Regions from separate parts of the Mus musculus genome. Here all the other regions are linked to region 2. Evidence: chromatin contacts called from public promoter capture Hi-C and targeted proximity ligation data. All regions are on one chromosome and are shown on one strand. The core of a region is the stretch at or near the end of the contact, and the rest is flanking DNA. Distances in the headings are between cores, read along the strand shown. Region 1 holds the start of Lgals12 (lectin, galactose binding, soluble 12). Region 2 holds the start of Otub1 (OTU domain, ubiquitin aldehyde binding 1). Region 3 holds the start of Esrra (estrogen related receptor, alpha).

Evidence for each region. Capture Hi-C pulls out chosen DNA fragments and counts their contacts.
Region 1: a targeted proximity ligation map of pancreatic cancer cells shows a contact between it and region 2. A contact is called at or near these places in 3 of 39 promoter capture datasets (the 3T3-L1 cell line, the SN4741 cell line and neural stem cells) and 4 of 130 datasets of targeted methods (embryonic stem cells, large pre-B cells, pancreatic cancer cells and 1 more).
Region 3: a contact with region 2 is called in a promoter capture Hi-C map of liver. A contact is called at or near these places in 9 of 39 promoter capture datasets (the C10 cell line, cranial neural crest, erythroid cells and 6 more), 28 of 484 Hi-C or Micro-C datasets (B cells, CD4 T cells, CD8 T cells and 18 more), 7 of 130 datasets of targeted methods (the SCID.adh cell line, effector CD8 T cells, embryonic stem cells and 4 more) and 3 of 9 other capture datasets (adipose tissue, liver and pancreatic islet).

The regions. Positions count from the first base shown.
Region 1 is chr19:7,604,373-7,608,886 of GRCm38.p6, forward strand. Lgals12 (lectin, galactose binding, soluble 12) reads right to left here and starts at 2,821. Exons shown (of 10, transcript NM_001356574.2): 1 at 2,755-2,821; 2 at 2,290-2,451; 3 at 1-20. The coding sequence starts at 2,358.
Region 2 is chr19:7,204,790-7,209,643 of GRCm38.p6, forward strand. It overlaps Otub1 (OTU domain, ubiquitin aldehyde binding 1), which reads right to left and starts at 1,495. Exons shown (of 7, transcript NM_134150.2): 1 at 1,413-1,495. The coding sequence starts at 1,470.
Region 3 is chr19:6,918,381-6,923,078 of GRCm38.p6, forward strand. Esrra (estrogen related receptor, alpha) reads right to left here and starts at 3,428. Exons shown (of 7, transcript NM_007953.2): 1 at 3,242-3,428; 2 at 1,683-2,019. The coding sequence starts at 2,007. Catsperz (cation channel sperm associated auxiliary subunit zeta) reads right to left here. Exons shown (of 5, transcript NM_001039494.2): 5 at 4,046-4,280. The coding sequence ends at 4,171.

The sequences.
Region 1 (4,514 bases), core at 1,571-4,070, 400 kb after region 2:
GTTGTGCCATAAGGAATCACCTGAACAAGGAAGAGAGATCGGGTATGCCAACTGGACGTGGGGCCAGGGATGTCTATGGACAGGGGCGGACGTGGGTAGAGAGGAAAGACCAGGAAAACAGCATCGCCATGAGTTGATCTTGACTGTTAGATTGATGAGGGAACACACTTTGGGGTACATCTGTGAAGGATTTCTAGAGGGAAGCAGAATGCCCATCCTAAATGTGGGCAGGCAGTACCTTTCTAAAGGCTGGATCACAGACCGAACAACACGACGAAGTGCAAGCATTCGTGTCCCCTCCTCACCCCACCAAAGAGACAGGGTGTCTTTGTAGCCAAGGCTGTCTTGTAACTCACTCTGTAGACCAGGCTGGCCTCGAGCTCAGAGACCTGCCTGCCTCTGTCTGTCTCTGTCTGCTTCTGGGCTGCGATTAAAAGCATGTGCCATCACCCCTGTCAGGCCTTTGACTCTTGACTGTGGAGTTGGGAGAGTGGTCACCTCCTACCATCTTCCCTGCCACGGTGGATGGATTTCCTATGGTTGTGAGCCAAAATAAATATTTCTTGCCATAAGTTGTTTTTGCAAAGTAATAGTTTTTTCACCCTCAAGAGAAAATGTCCTAGTAGGGAAGGAGCATTTTTCTCTCCAATATTCCTGGGTTACTTTTCTTATTGCTGTAACAAGATACTCCACAAAAGCAACTGAAGAAAGGAAGGAAGAGTCCTGTCCATCATGGCAGGAGGGCATGCCAGCAGGAGCTTGAGGCAGCTGGTCACATCACATCCAGGCAGGAAGCAGGGTGCAGTGGCAGCTGTTGCTTACTTAGCCTCATGCCTGCCTTTTATTCAGACCAGGGGTCAGCTCATGGGGTGGTGCCACCCTACACTTAGGGTGACTCTCATTACCTTGATTAATGGGATTGAGATAATACCTCACAGACTTGCCCAGAGACTTGTTTCCATGGCAACCCTACATCCCATCAATTTGTTACTCTAGTGACCCAGCCCAGTTCTTTCCAAAGCTCTTCTTTCTTGGGCAGACATGCCAAAGCTATATGACACAGGGAACCCTAATCAGCTCCACAGCCCTGTCAGAGCACCACCCAGCTGAGGCACACCAGGTTGCTGTGCTACTGTGGTTTGTCACTTCACTGGGTGCCATCTGGGAAGGAAGCTGCTGAGGGCTGGTGAATGCCCAGAGTTTAGGAGCTAAGAGGAAAAAAGAATGAAGAAGTTGGGAGCAAGTTGGCCCTGATGTGGACTCTCTTTGGAGATACCTAACGGTGACTAGGGACCAGGCCCATCTCTTGGGGCCCATCTTTCCTCATACAGAGGCTGTCTGGCCTTCCTGAAGTATGGACACACTTTCTACTCTACTTTTGCTGGGTCTGCTCCCTTCCACTTTTTCCTGTTCCTCCATCCTGACACCGTTTTGCTTTCCCTCTTCTGAGTTCTCAGAGTCTTCACTCACAATGCTAGCTTGGCCCTTGGTCCCTCATGTACAGGAGCTGGCTGGCTGTTTTTCCATTAGGATCACTGAATAAGATAATTGGAGCCCTGTCTTTCTCTTCAGCAGGCTCAGCACAGTGGGTGCTCCACAGAGGGTGTGCAGACAAGCTGGAAGGGGAACCTGGGGCAGTGTCACAGGGTCAGCCCTTATAGGTGGCTTGTCAACTCCCAGTGGCAATCAGAGAGCCCAGACCACTCCGAGGAGCCCTCCAGGTGGCGGTCTTAGCTTGCGAAGCAACAGGCTGTGGGGACCTAGGAGGTTTCAGGTGCTTCAGCCCTGTTGCTCAGGCACCTGGGGGGCGGGGGTGGGGGTGGGGGAGGAGCCAGAGGCCAGGATCTCTACATGGCATGGCAGCTTGGCAGGCAGCCCAGTGGCTTCCAGTTCCCAGGCTCTTGGCAGAATGTGTTAATTAACTGCTCTGATGGAGGTCTCTAAGGAGGAGAGAACCAAGCAGGGGAAAGTAATAATTAGTGCTCATTAGTGGTAGTGCCTGCTGGGAGTTTGGCCTTCTGAAAACGTGGCTGGGCTTCAGAAAGTCTCCTGGGCACTGAACAGGGGGAGGGAGAGAGGAATCCACATTCTCCCTGACTAGGAGGGTTTCCCTCAGGCTTGGAGAAGGGGCTGCCCTTAGTCATTAGTGTCCCTCATAGCAATCCACCTCCATTCTTCTAGCCATCTATCCCAGAAGAGGCGTATTGAATAGGCAAGGATCCTGGAAGCCCGACCAATCACTTGCAGGCTGGAATTTAGCTGATTGGTCGTTTTATTACGCTTACTCACCGGGTGGAAGACTGGCGGCTGCAGGATGAAGCTGTCAGGAATCGGGTCCAGGTGTTCGTCAGTTGACATGGGGGAGGGGCAACTTCAACTCAGCCTCTGATCCTGATTCCAGCAACGCGATTCCCCACGGAATGGACTCACTTTTCCCAGCCTCTGCAACAGCTATCCAAGCTGTTAGTCTTACTTGTTCGCTATGGAGTTCTAATGCTTCTTGGAGCCGACCTGGGAGGGGCACTGGCCCACCTCTAGGAACCACATCAACCCCCGCTATGATGGTACAGCAGCAGCTTTGCTGGACTGGACCTGCTAGCAGAAACTCCCGCGCGTCCAGGGGCGGGTAGCTGGCACTCACTCATGGACTTGCTAACTAGCCCATCTGTGTCTGTGTCTGAAGCACTTGGCCACTTCAAAGGGAAGCCTAGGGCCGGCTCATTTCAGCGAGGGCTTTTGTTTCCTGGGGCTCACCTGGGCCTTCAGCGGATAGTAGGAAGGGAAGCTGCTGCTGCTGGTGGTACACGTGTGCAGGTTCCTTAAGAGGCCCCGCCCCCAGGTTCCTGGCTCCTCCCGCATTCATTCCCTGGTTGCTTTCCCCTCTCTTCCCCTTTCCCCCAAGTTGTTCAGTCCCTTGAGGCCATTTCAGCATTAGCTGCAAATGCCAGGGACCAGCTAGGGTCACAAGAAAGTGGAGTGACAAAGGCCAGGCAGAGGAGGGCTCCCTTGGTCTCAGACAAAGCAGCACTGGCTAGAGGGAACACAGCCTCTGCTCTTACATGCTGTGTCCTTCCACAAGTCACTTCTCCTTGAGCCTCCCTTTGTTCATCCCGGTGTCACAAGGGTGACCATGGCTGGGCTTTGTGTTTGAGCCTGGACCCATATTGCTGTTTTAGGAGAGGCCTCTAGGCCTGGCTCAGATTCCAGTTAAAGTTCCTCTTTCAAAATAGCATAACTCCTCAACTTTAGCCTACGTTGGGAGGTTTCCTGATCTAACTATGGGGTCAGACTTGGCAGCAGGGAATTCCTGGTATGTCAGCTACACAGGGTGTTGGTACAGTCGTTCCAGGGATAAGAGCGCCATGTGAGGGGCCTGGCGGAGGGATTGGGCAGGTCTACCTCACCTGATCTCCCCACCTAGAAGTTTGCCAGAAAGGTGAACTGTGGCGTCTCCACCCCGGGACCTACTGGAGAAAGCTCTTTGGGAGTGAAGTCCAGGAAATGGCCTTGCAGGCAATTCTACTGAGCATTAATGAGAAACCCTGACTTGGGTTCTAACTGAAAGCACTTTGGGTGCCAAGCAAGGAGTTTGTTCAGCTGTGGCTGGGTAGGTGTGGCAGGAGAGCTGAAGGTGTTTCTGTGGGAAATCCAATCCTGGGTGTGTTCAGAAAGAGATATGTTCGCCACAGTGGGGAGGAGAAACGGCAGGTGGAGAGACCAGTTGAGCCAGGCTATAGTGCCCTGCACTGTAGTCAGATCTGGGTCCCCAAGGCTAGTGGTGCCCTTCCCCCACCCCACATCAGCCCTGCTGGGAAATGAGGGAGGAGGGTGCACTCATTTACTTGGGTTGTCATAACAAAATACAACAGATTGGGTGGGGTGTAAACAACAGAACTCTATTTTGTCTCTGTTCTAGAAGTTCAAGATCAAAGTGTTGTCTGGGACCTCTGTTGTGGGTTGGCAGCCAGCCTTGTTCTCATACAGTTGTCTCTGCTGGGAGGGTCTTGGACGATTGCAGAATACCTTAAGAATCCATTCCGCAGACCAAGAAAGGGACCTTCTTCACCTGGGAGTCAGTTGACAACATCTGGACACTTGATGGAATAATTAGAGGGTGTGAACATTAGGAGAAAAACTAGTCAGGACGAATGGACAAAGTTGGCAGCTGGCCCACCACCATTCAGCTTAGCTGGAATTATTTTTATGTATGTGGGTATTAGGTAGTCCAGTTTCATTTTTCTCAGTATGAATAGTAATTTCTCTCATCATATAAGAACTTTTTTTTCCCTTTCCAGCGACGAACAAGGTCCACCATGTCTTGTGTTAGGTTTTCATGAACGAATATTACCAACTACCTTCCACCCCATGGGTCTTCCACCCCACGGTTCTTGTGGTATCCATTCATTATTACTTTTATTTATGTGTAGTGTATGCTGTGTGTGCTATAAATTAGATATCTATTAGATAAATTAGATCTCTAACATACTGCTGGTAGAAATGAAATTGATACTGTC
Region 2 (4,854 bases), core at 245-2,744:
GCCTTTATCTTGGAAGAAAAAAAAAATAGGGCTGGGCTTGAGACCCAGTGGTAAAGATATATTTGTCCTGCAGGTGTGAAGCCCTAGCAACCTCAAGAAATAAGTAAATATAAATATAAATAAATAAGTAAAATGACAAGTAAAGATCACCCCCAAAGCTCTCTTGCAGCCCCGATATTCCTTCCTCCCTGCCTTCTAAAAGCACTGTGTAGCATCTAGGGAATGCTCTGGGGAAGGGAGCTCTGGGAGAAAGCAGGATGAAGGGGTGGAGCCCTAGGAAGAATGAGTGCATCCTGTAAGCATGCACTTTACTGAGACACGCCCTTTGTCCTTCTGTGGTCCCCTGTATTGTTCATTTTCCAAATTAAAAAACAAAAAACAAAAACCAGAGGTAACTCCATCTTGTCCAAGGTCAAGTCCACATTTGTAAAATTCCAGTCTGAGCTCTTGGACATGTCACTTGCCAAAGTCCTCTCCCCTCACCTCTAGAATGGATTAATGCCATCACCTTGCTCCCATCATCAAAATATGCTGGGATCCTGCCAGCAGCAACTACTACCTAAGCACTCTCTAGAGTCATCCACGGATTCGGGACGTTCGTTCTGAGGACTCTAAGCAGCTATTGTAGGAGTTTCTAGTCTTGGATCCTTCTTAGATGTGATGGAGAACAATTTCTTTCTGCGTATCTGGGTTTCCTAGTCCTCAACCTCTAGAATATAGTGTGGAGTTAGAGTAGGGTGTGCGAGTATGACTGGCTTTTTAAAGCCAATCCTTTGGGGCCTGGTTATCCTAGGTTCTCAGCTGAGCTTCCCACCATGTCCTACAACAGGACTGTCCCTCCCACTCAACAGACTTACTCAACCCCTAGAGCTCAAGTTCTCGGGAGACAGGGAGAAGGTGTGACTGGTTTCTGTCTTTTTTTAAAGACCAAGAATCTAGGAAAACAATGCCTGGATCCGCTCAAAGGTGCTGTAAGGCCAGCACAAGCTCTAAGGCAAAGAGCCGCCAATGGCATCCCGAACGGCCCAGCAGGGACTTCGTCCTTGGAAGCCCGGCGTTCCTCAACGCCTTTCAGCAGCTCGGCCCCGGCCTAGGCCTCGGCTTGACTGCTAGGTCTCCGGCGGGCTGACTGTGGGAGCCGGCCGAGGCCACGGGACCGGCGGAGGCGGGGCGGCCCAGGCCCCGCCCCAGGCGTGCGCGAGAGGCCGAGCCCCGGCCCCGGCCGCCCCGCCCGGCCGGGGGTCGCCGCGGCCCTGCTTCCATTGTGAGGGGGAGGGGAGGAGACGCGGGGAAGGGCTCGGTCGCACGCTGCGCCTACTCCCCAGGGCCCTGACTCCCCGAGTTCCTCGGGAACGGCGGGCCGTGGATTGCCCCCGCTAGCCCGGGAAGGACATCCTTCCCTCCGTTCGTACCTTCGGAGTCGCTACCCAGTGGCTCCTGCTTCTGCTGCTGAGGTTCCTCCGCCGCCATCTTTAAACAGCGCCGCACTGGCGATCGCTTCCGGGTTATTAATTGCCCTCCTCCCGGAAGGGAGCCCCTCCTTGTGGCCCCTCCTTCGCAACGCCCCTAGCAACAGGCTCCCTTTGGCAGTCGTCAGGGCCTGGGCTGCTCCTGCTGCCCTGGAGAGCTTGGGGGGACGCCACGCGCGCTTCCACATTCCACTTTCCCAAAGGTCCTGCGGGGCTAAGGACCTCCTCGAGTCATTTCTGTTTTCTGTATACTGAAGTTTGAAACGCAGGTTGTGTAACTAAGATAAGGAACAAGATGGAATTAAAGTCACTAGAAGGTTAATCCCAGCTGCGCGTACTTTCAAGGTACAGGACGGTAGCTGCAGTGCGGAGCGCAGAGCCACCTCGAGACAGGAAGTGGTGACAACCTCCTGACGCCCTTCGGAGCCTTCGCGGCCTCTCGCCTCTCACCACTGAGCCTGTTCTCTAAAGCTGTAAAGACCTGTTTCCAGCACGGGGAGCATCTTCCCTTGATACCAAAACCAAAACCCTCGACCTAACTTTAGGCTATATGTCCTCGTATTTGAGAAAGCAGAGCCACTTAAAAGCAAGAATTTGAGTCCATAATCCGAACATGTGAAAGGTGGAGAAAGAATGGAGGATCCGGCGTTCAAGGTAATCGTGGAGTTTCAGGCAAGGCTTGGCTACAAGAGACCCTGTCTCAAACAGACCAGACCAAACCAAACAAAACCTGAGCCAAAAAGTGGCCATCTTTGCTAATTTTTGCCGAAGCTACCCATTTTCTTTGAGTTATGTCTCCATTCTGAGAAATGGACATTCCCATTTGCAGGCCCTGTGTACCCTGAAAAGCAAACACCAGAGCGTTTGCAGGAAAAGGCATTTACTTCTTGGTAGCCTGGCTATAGCCATCACTGAGCCACACAGATTCCTTTTACCCTCCAGAATATCAGTTCTCTGTCCTTACTAGTCCCAACTCCAGCTCCTGTATGGTCGGTCTACCAGTCCAGGTAACTGGAGGCCAGGGTGGAAAGCACTCTTAAAGATTTAGAAAAATCAGGCCGGGCTGTGGTGACCCATGTCTTTAATCCCAGCACTTGGGAGGCAGAGGCAGGAGGATTTCTGAGTTCGAGGCCAGCCTGGTCTACAGAGTGAGCTCCAGGACAGCCAGGGCTACACAGAGAAACCCTGTCTTGAAAAACCAAAAAAATTTTAGAAAAATCAAGTACAGACTAGGCATGGTAATTCCAGCACTAGGGAGGCATGTGGATCTCTGAGTAGAGGTCAGCCTGGTCTACACAGTGAGTTTCAGACTCACAGACTACATAGAGAAACCCTGTATCAAAATAAATAAATAAATAAAAACAAAAGGGGGGATTGCTATACAAAGAAACCCTGTTCAAAAAACAACAAAAACAGAAAAAATAAAAGGGGGGAAGGAGCCAAAAAGAAATCGTGTCCTTTGTCATCAGCTATCATTCCTTTGTTAAAATTTTTATTATTGTGTCTATAGTGTGTGGAAGGCTGTGTGTGCCAAAGTGCTTGTGTGAAAGAGCACAATTTTATAAAACCCATTCTCTCCACTTTTACATGGGTCCTGGAGATGGAACAAAGGTTGTCAGATTTGTGTGGCAAACACTTTACCCATTGAGCCATCTTGCCAGCCCACCTCCTTTATTTATATATATTTTGAAGATTTATCTGTGTATATATATGTACCACATGAAAGACTGGTCCCTGGGAAAGCTAGAAGCGGGCATCGAAGGATATAGGTGGAGTTAACAATAGTTGTAAGCCACTCAACCTGGCAGTCCCATGAGTGCTAATGGACTGTGGTCATGGAAAGACCTTCTATAGTGAGAAATTGGAAGCCAGAGCCTCAGTTATAACTTTTTTTTTTTTTTTTTCCGAGGCAGGGTTTGTGTGTGTAGCCCTGGCTGTCCTGGAGCTCACTCTATAGACCAAGCTGACCTTGAACTCAGAAATTCGCCTGACTCTGCCTCCTGAATGCTGGGATTAAAGGTGTGTGCCACCATGCCCAGCCAGTTATAACTTTTTTTTTTCCTTTCTTTTTTTTTTTAAAGATTTATTTATTTATTATATGTAAGTACACTGTAGCTGTCTTCAGACACTCCAGAAGAGGGAGTCAGATCTCCTTAAGGATGGTTGTGAGCCACCATGTGGTTGCTGGGGTTTGAACTCCAGACCTTCGGAAGAGCAGTCGGGTGCTCTTACCCACTGAGCCATCTCACCAGCCCCAGTTATAACTATTAAAACATATTCTTTCCTTTTATTTTAAAAATTGTTTATTTATTTTATATGAGTGCTTTGTCTTGATGCACACCAGAAAAGGGAATCAGATCTCATTACAAATCTTTGTGAACCACTATGTGGTTGCTGGGAATTAAACTCAGGTCCTCTGAAGAGCAGCCAGTGTCCCTAACCACTGAGCATTTCTTCTGCCACCCCCACTTATATTCTTATTAAACACTTTGTATGTGTATTGGTCTAGGAGACTGCCTTGACAGTGCAGAGGTCAGTGGACAGCTTGTAGGATTCTCTCCTTCTATCATGTGGATCCACTAAGCACCACACCCTCTGAGCCGTCTCCTCTTTCCCCAACCTATAACTTCTTTTTTTGGTTTTTCAAGACAGGGTTTCTCTGTATAGCCCTGGCTGTCCTGGAACTCACTCTGTAGACCAGGCTGGCCTCGAACTCAGAGATCCGCCTGCCTCTGCCTCCCAAGTGCTGGGACTAAAGGCATTGCGCCACCACAGCCCAGCATAGCTTCTCTTAAGAGCATCTTTGGTATCTAGTTTTGGGGTTTTGAAGTTTGGTTTGGTTTTCAAGACAGGGTTTCTCTGTGTAGTCCTGGCTGTCCTAGAACTCTGTATACCAGACTGGCCTTGAACTCAGAAATTCACCTGCTTCTGCTTCCATAATGCATGTGCTGCCACAGTCTAGCATTATTGCTATTGTTTTATATTAAACTTTCTAGATGATTTCCAGGTAACTTTTTTTTGTTTTGTTTTGTTTTTTGTTTTGTTTTGTTTTTTTCGAGACAGGGTTTCTCTGTATAGCTCTGGCTGTCCTGGAACTCACTTTGTAGACCAGGCTGGCCTCGAACTCAGAAATCCACCTGCCTCTGCCTCCCAAGTGCTGGGATTAAAGGCGTGGGGGCTACCATGCCCGGCTGATGCCGGCTGCTAACTTTTTTTTTAAGATTTATTTATTTATTTATTTATTTATTTATTTAAAAGATTTATTTATTATCATATCTAAGTACACTGTAGCTGACATCAGGCACACCAGAAGAGGGCATCAGATTCCATTATGGGTGGCTGTGACCACCACGTGGTTGCTGGGATTTGAACTCAGGGTCTTATA
Region 3 (4,698 bases), core at 2,178-4,677, 280 kb before region 2:
AATTCAAGGCCAGTCAGGTCTATAGAGTGAGTTCTAGGACAGCCCTGGCTAAACAATGAGACCCTATCTCAAGACAACATCAAAAACTCCATAAAACAACTCTCTGGAATATCACTACCAGTGGTCCAAAGTCCAGGTCACTGGTGATACACAGAGGCAGCAGTCTGCAGTTTAAGAGCTCAGCTCTGGACCTGCACCAAACACAAGGGCTGTCATTTTCTAGAGAGATCTGAGGAGCTACAAATGCCTCCCTGTGCATCAGCTCTCGACACGGACCCCTTCTCGTGGGGTTGCAATAAGGGGGTGAAATCCTGAAAGTAAAAGGAGCAGTACCTACCACAGGATAAACACTCAAGAAAAAAAAAAGTGTTCTGAAACCAGTTGATGCCTGGCAAGATGATTCAGTAGGTAAAGGCACTTGCTGCCAAACCTGATGACTGAGTTCAATCCCCAGGTCCTTCATGGTAGACATCAAGAGCCTACTCCCATAGTTTATCCTCTGACCTTTACATGCATACAGTGGGTGCAAATACATACCCCACACACAAAATAAATTCATGCTAAGGACATTTTTACAAGTCAGCTGCAGTGGTATCTGCCTGTAACCACAGCACTCATGGGGGCTGAGGCAAAGGGATGGAGGGGTTAGGCTTGGAAGACACAGGAAATTCCAGGCCAACTACATAATAAGAAAAGGTCTCAATATATACATATACATACATATGTATATGTCTATATATATAAAATGATATTATAGCCTCAACGTAACCAGTGGTTGCTTAAGAACAATAGGCCTGCCCCAGAGAATGTTCGTCTCAATGTCGTCGTCACTGCTCTCCTGGGTGAGAGAGAGAGAAAAAAATCAGTGGCTAAAGAGTGAGGAAGCCTGCTGGATGCTAAAACCTAACAAACCTGTATCATTACCCATAAACTGTGCCTAGAGTTAGTAGTGTGGTGCTTTGGGGGAGTCATGAAGAGTGATTCTGTGCTGTGCGAGGTGATTTACAGGCAGCTACTAGAGGCAACAGGAAAGTCAGGAGCGAAGCTTTATAACAGGTGCAGGCACCTGCATCCTGGCTCATATCCCATTCCAATCCATCAGTGACCTATACTAGTAGCTTTTTCTTTCTTCTACTTTTTTTTTTCCTTCAAGACAGAGTTTGTGTAGCCTTGACTGTCCTGGAACTCACTCTGTAGACCAGGCTGGCCTCAAACTCACAGATCCACCTGCCTCTGCCTCACCAGTGCAAGGATTAAAGGTATGAGCCACCACTGCCCAGCTTCACCCCACCCTTTTGAGGGGAGGGAGCAGGCTTTCACAGAGCCCAAGTTGTCCTTCAGCTTACTATGTAGTCAATGATGACCTTGAATCTCTGATGCTCCTAGTTCCATTCCAAAGTGCTGAGATTTTAGGTACCCAACACCACACCTGACTTATATGGTGCTAAGGACAGAACCTAGAGCCTCCTGTAAACTAGGCAAGCATTCTACTAACCTCAGCTATAGCCCTTAAATAAAATGATGTCCCAGGAAGAACAAGGAAATTCAAACTTCATATTGCTGACTCAAGCAGCAACAGACAGGCTCAGGGCCTCCTGCATGCAGCACTGTACCAATTAGTGCCAGGCCCAAAGGGTACAGGGCAAAGGGCACAGAAGCAGGGGGTGGGGGTAGGGGCTCACCCTGGATGGTCCTCTTGAAGAAGGCTTTGCAGGCCTCACAGGATGCCACACCGTAGTGGTAGCCAGAGGCCACATCCCCACAGACCAGGCAGAGGCGTTTGGGTAGAGAGCTGAGCACTAGCTTCCCACTGCCCTGCTCACCAGACCCTGCCCCCTCCCCATCCTCCTCCTCCTTGTGCCCTGGAAGGCAGCGGGCTGGAGCTGGACCAGAGGCCAGGGTCACCGGGGGTTCAGTCTCAGTCTCTGAGGAACCCTTTGGACTGTCAGGACTGGCTGGCTCTGCCTTGATGTAGAGAGGCTCGATGCCCACCACCTGGCTGGACATGGTGCTGGTCACCTGCAGGGAAAGACCATCAGGGTCACAGGGAGGCACCCTGCCACATAGGTTGGGCAACACTGGGACTAAGCCAGGCTTCCAGGCTCAGCCAAGGAGAAGGAGGAGGCAGAGTCCAAGGAAGGGCTGCCCATGAAGAGGGCCCCCAGCTGTCGCCATGGGAACAGAGTCTCCAGAGCCTCTGAGGCCAGTAACTGACAGCAGGTCTTCCTCTTGGGAACCTGGGAGCGGCTTGGCAAGTCTAGCTCCCACCCAAGCCAGGAAGCAGGCTAACCTCAACCTGCAGGCAACTCTCAACCCCGAGCATAAGCATGATCCTCTCCTCAGTTTTCTCCAGATGTACTCCAGGAGGTACTCTCAAGTATTCAAGAGCATACTGAGGAACCGGGAGGGGGCTAAGGGGGGCCAAGGGGGGCGGAGGCAAAGGATATGGCCACTCTCTCAGGAGTTTCCACATGTCCACACATGCTCACACTCTCCTGGGAACCTTCCACTCACACATGGCCTTTAACCAGTCCCAAGTTCTCACATACTCCCAGCAAAAGAGCACACTCAATAAGCAAACTCACACTCAAGTCTTCTAATCCCTCACCACACTCTTGTAAGGGAGTCTCTCACCTCTGACACGCCACCCCCTCCAGCTTTAGCAAGCCCAGTCCAGCCACGCCGTGCAGGGCGCGGCTCCACCTCTTTTGCACCCCAAACCTGCAAGGTTCATTCTTACACTCCAGCTACCGCAGAGTTCACCACCTCTCGCGACCTCCAGGGCCGCCCCCCACCCCCCATTAACCTGCGCACACCTATGGGAAGTTGCCTGAAGTTACTAATCTCCCCTCCCCCCATTGCCCGCGGGGGACTTCTATCAGGTTATCAGGAAGTAAGAAGAGGCGACAAGGAAGAAGTTCTCCCTCGCGCTACGATGACCTATGACCCAGAGAGGAGGGTGGCCCAAAGCCCCTGCAAGCGCCCCCACGTGGCCTCAAGGGACCCTTTCAATTCCAGCCCACCCCGAGGACTCCCGCAATGCTCAAGGATCGATCTGAACGCTGCCCGGGGACTCGCTCCAAGGCCCGAGGCTAACTGGAGGCCAGGACCTGAAGCCAGTCCTGACCCGGCCGACGCACCAGGCGCGACCCCGCCCGCAGCCCGCCCCCCGCCCGCGCTTGCACATGGCCCCCGCCGCGCCCGCCCACCCCCGCGGCCGCCTTCCCCTCCGCCCCCGGACCTTGGGCTCCGGCAGGGCTGGCGGGCAGGCATGGGGGCCGAGCGGCCCGGAGCGCCGGGGTGAGCGGGGGCCGCCTCCTCCGGCCGCACCGCCCCGCCGCGCTGCGTCCCCCCTCACTCGGCGGCGCCGCTGGCTGCTTGTAGGACACAAAAGGACATCGCGGCTGCTTCCTACTCCGCTTCCTCCAGCTGACAGCGGAGGCGGGGCCGGCCTGCGCATGCAAAACAGGGGGTGGGGCCAGGTGCCCTATGCTAATATCCGAGGGAGGCGGCGGCGCCTGCGTACCCGGAGGACAGCGGGCAGGCCTTGTCGATACACACGCGTGCGCGGCCTCCTGTGGGCGGGGCCTGAACCTAGGGGAGGAGCGAAGACTAGGAACTGGTGCGGGAGAGAAGCCGGAGCACCCTTGCATCACGAAGGAGGGCGGTGCTCTGCCTTATAAGAGTGGGCGTAGCTGTTCAGTGAACTCACTCTGTGAGGGCGTTGAACGTGTATGTAAATGAAAGGCGGGTTTATGTAACTGCATATGCATAAGGGGTGGGGCCTAACAGGGTGCTGCTCCCCACCCCACCCCATTATGTTGATGGGACACTTGACAGATTTGGTAGATCAGCACCCCTGAGGACCCTCAAGTGGAGAAGCAGACCTAAAACATGCAAGTAGCCCTGGTTTGCGAGTTCCTCAAAGGCAGAGGTGAGACACGAGCGGACAAAACTCAAGGTCACTGCGGTGACCGAATGAAGGTCACGGGGAAAGGCGGGGCCACGTGCGTCCGCCTCACGCAAGCAGCCACGCACTGACTCTGGGACCATGCATAGACTCTTTAATTTCTCTAGGATTCAAATTCCATGCAGATGAGGTTGAGCTTGGGTTCGAGGGACCGGAAAGGACACGGAGCGGACGTCTCGTCGGCCACTTGAGCTGGAGGTTCACTGATCCAAAAAGTACAGCCTCTTGTTCCTGCGCTTCCTGATCCCTTCGATGTATCCCTGCAGCTCTTTAGTCATGAAGTGGTTCCTGCCAATCGTGGACCTATATGCTAGGGAGAGGGAAGAGCTGAGCTCAGGGCCATGAACAGCAGCAAAGGGCTTCCCCCATTTGAGGAACCACAGGTGATTTGAGGTGGCATTTAGTGCTGGATTTGGATCTGTGTTAGTTTGGGGAATTTTGGGTCTCCTAGGTGCGATGTGAAGAATGGAGGGGAAGAAGGCTGAAGAAGTTGCTGCAAGCCTGAACAGAGGCAGTGAGACCCAACCTCCTCCTGAGCCGCTCACTCTAACTAGTTATCTGGCCCTTTCTTCCCTCTATGTGCTCATATACCATGAGCAGAAGGTTACGCAGATAATCCAATATCCAGTACATTTACCCAAAAAAAATCCCGATGTGTCACAGCTCCCACACCTGGGAGTGAAGCAAAGCTACCCAAAGGCTGTCACTCCACTGAACAAGCAGAGAAA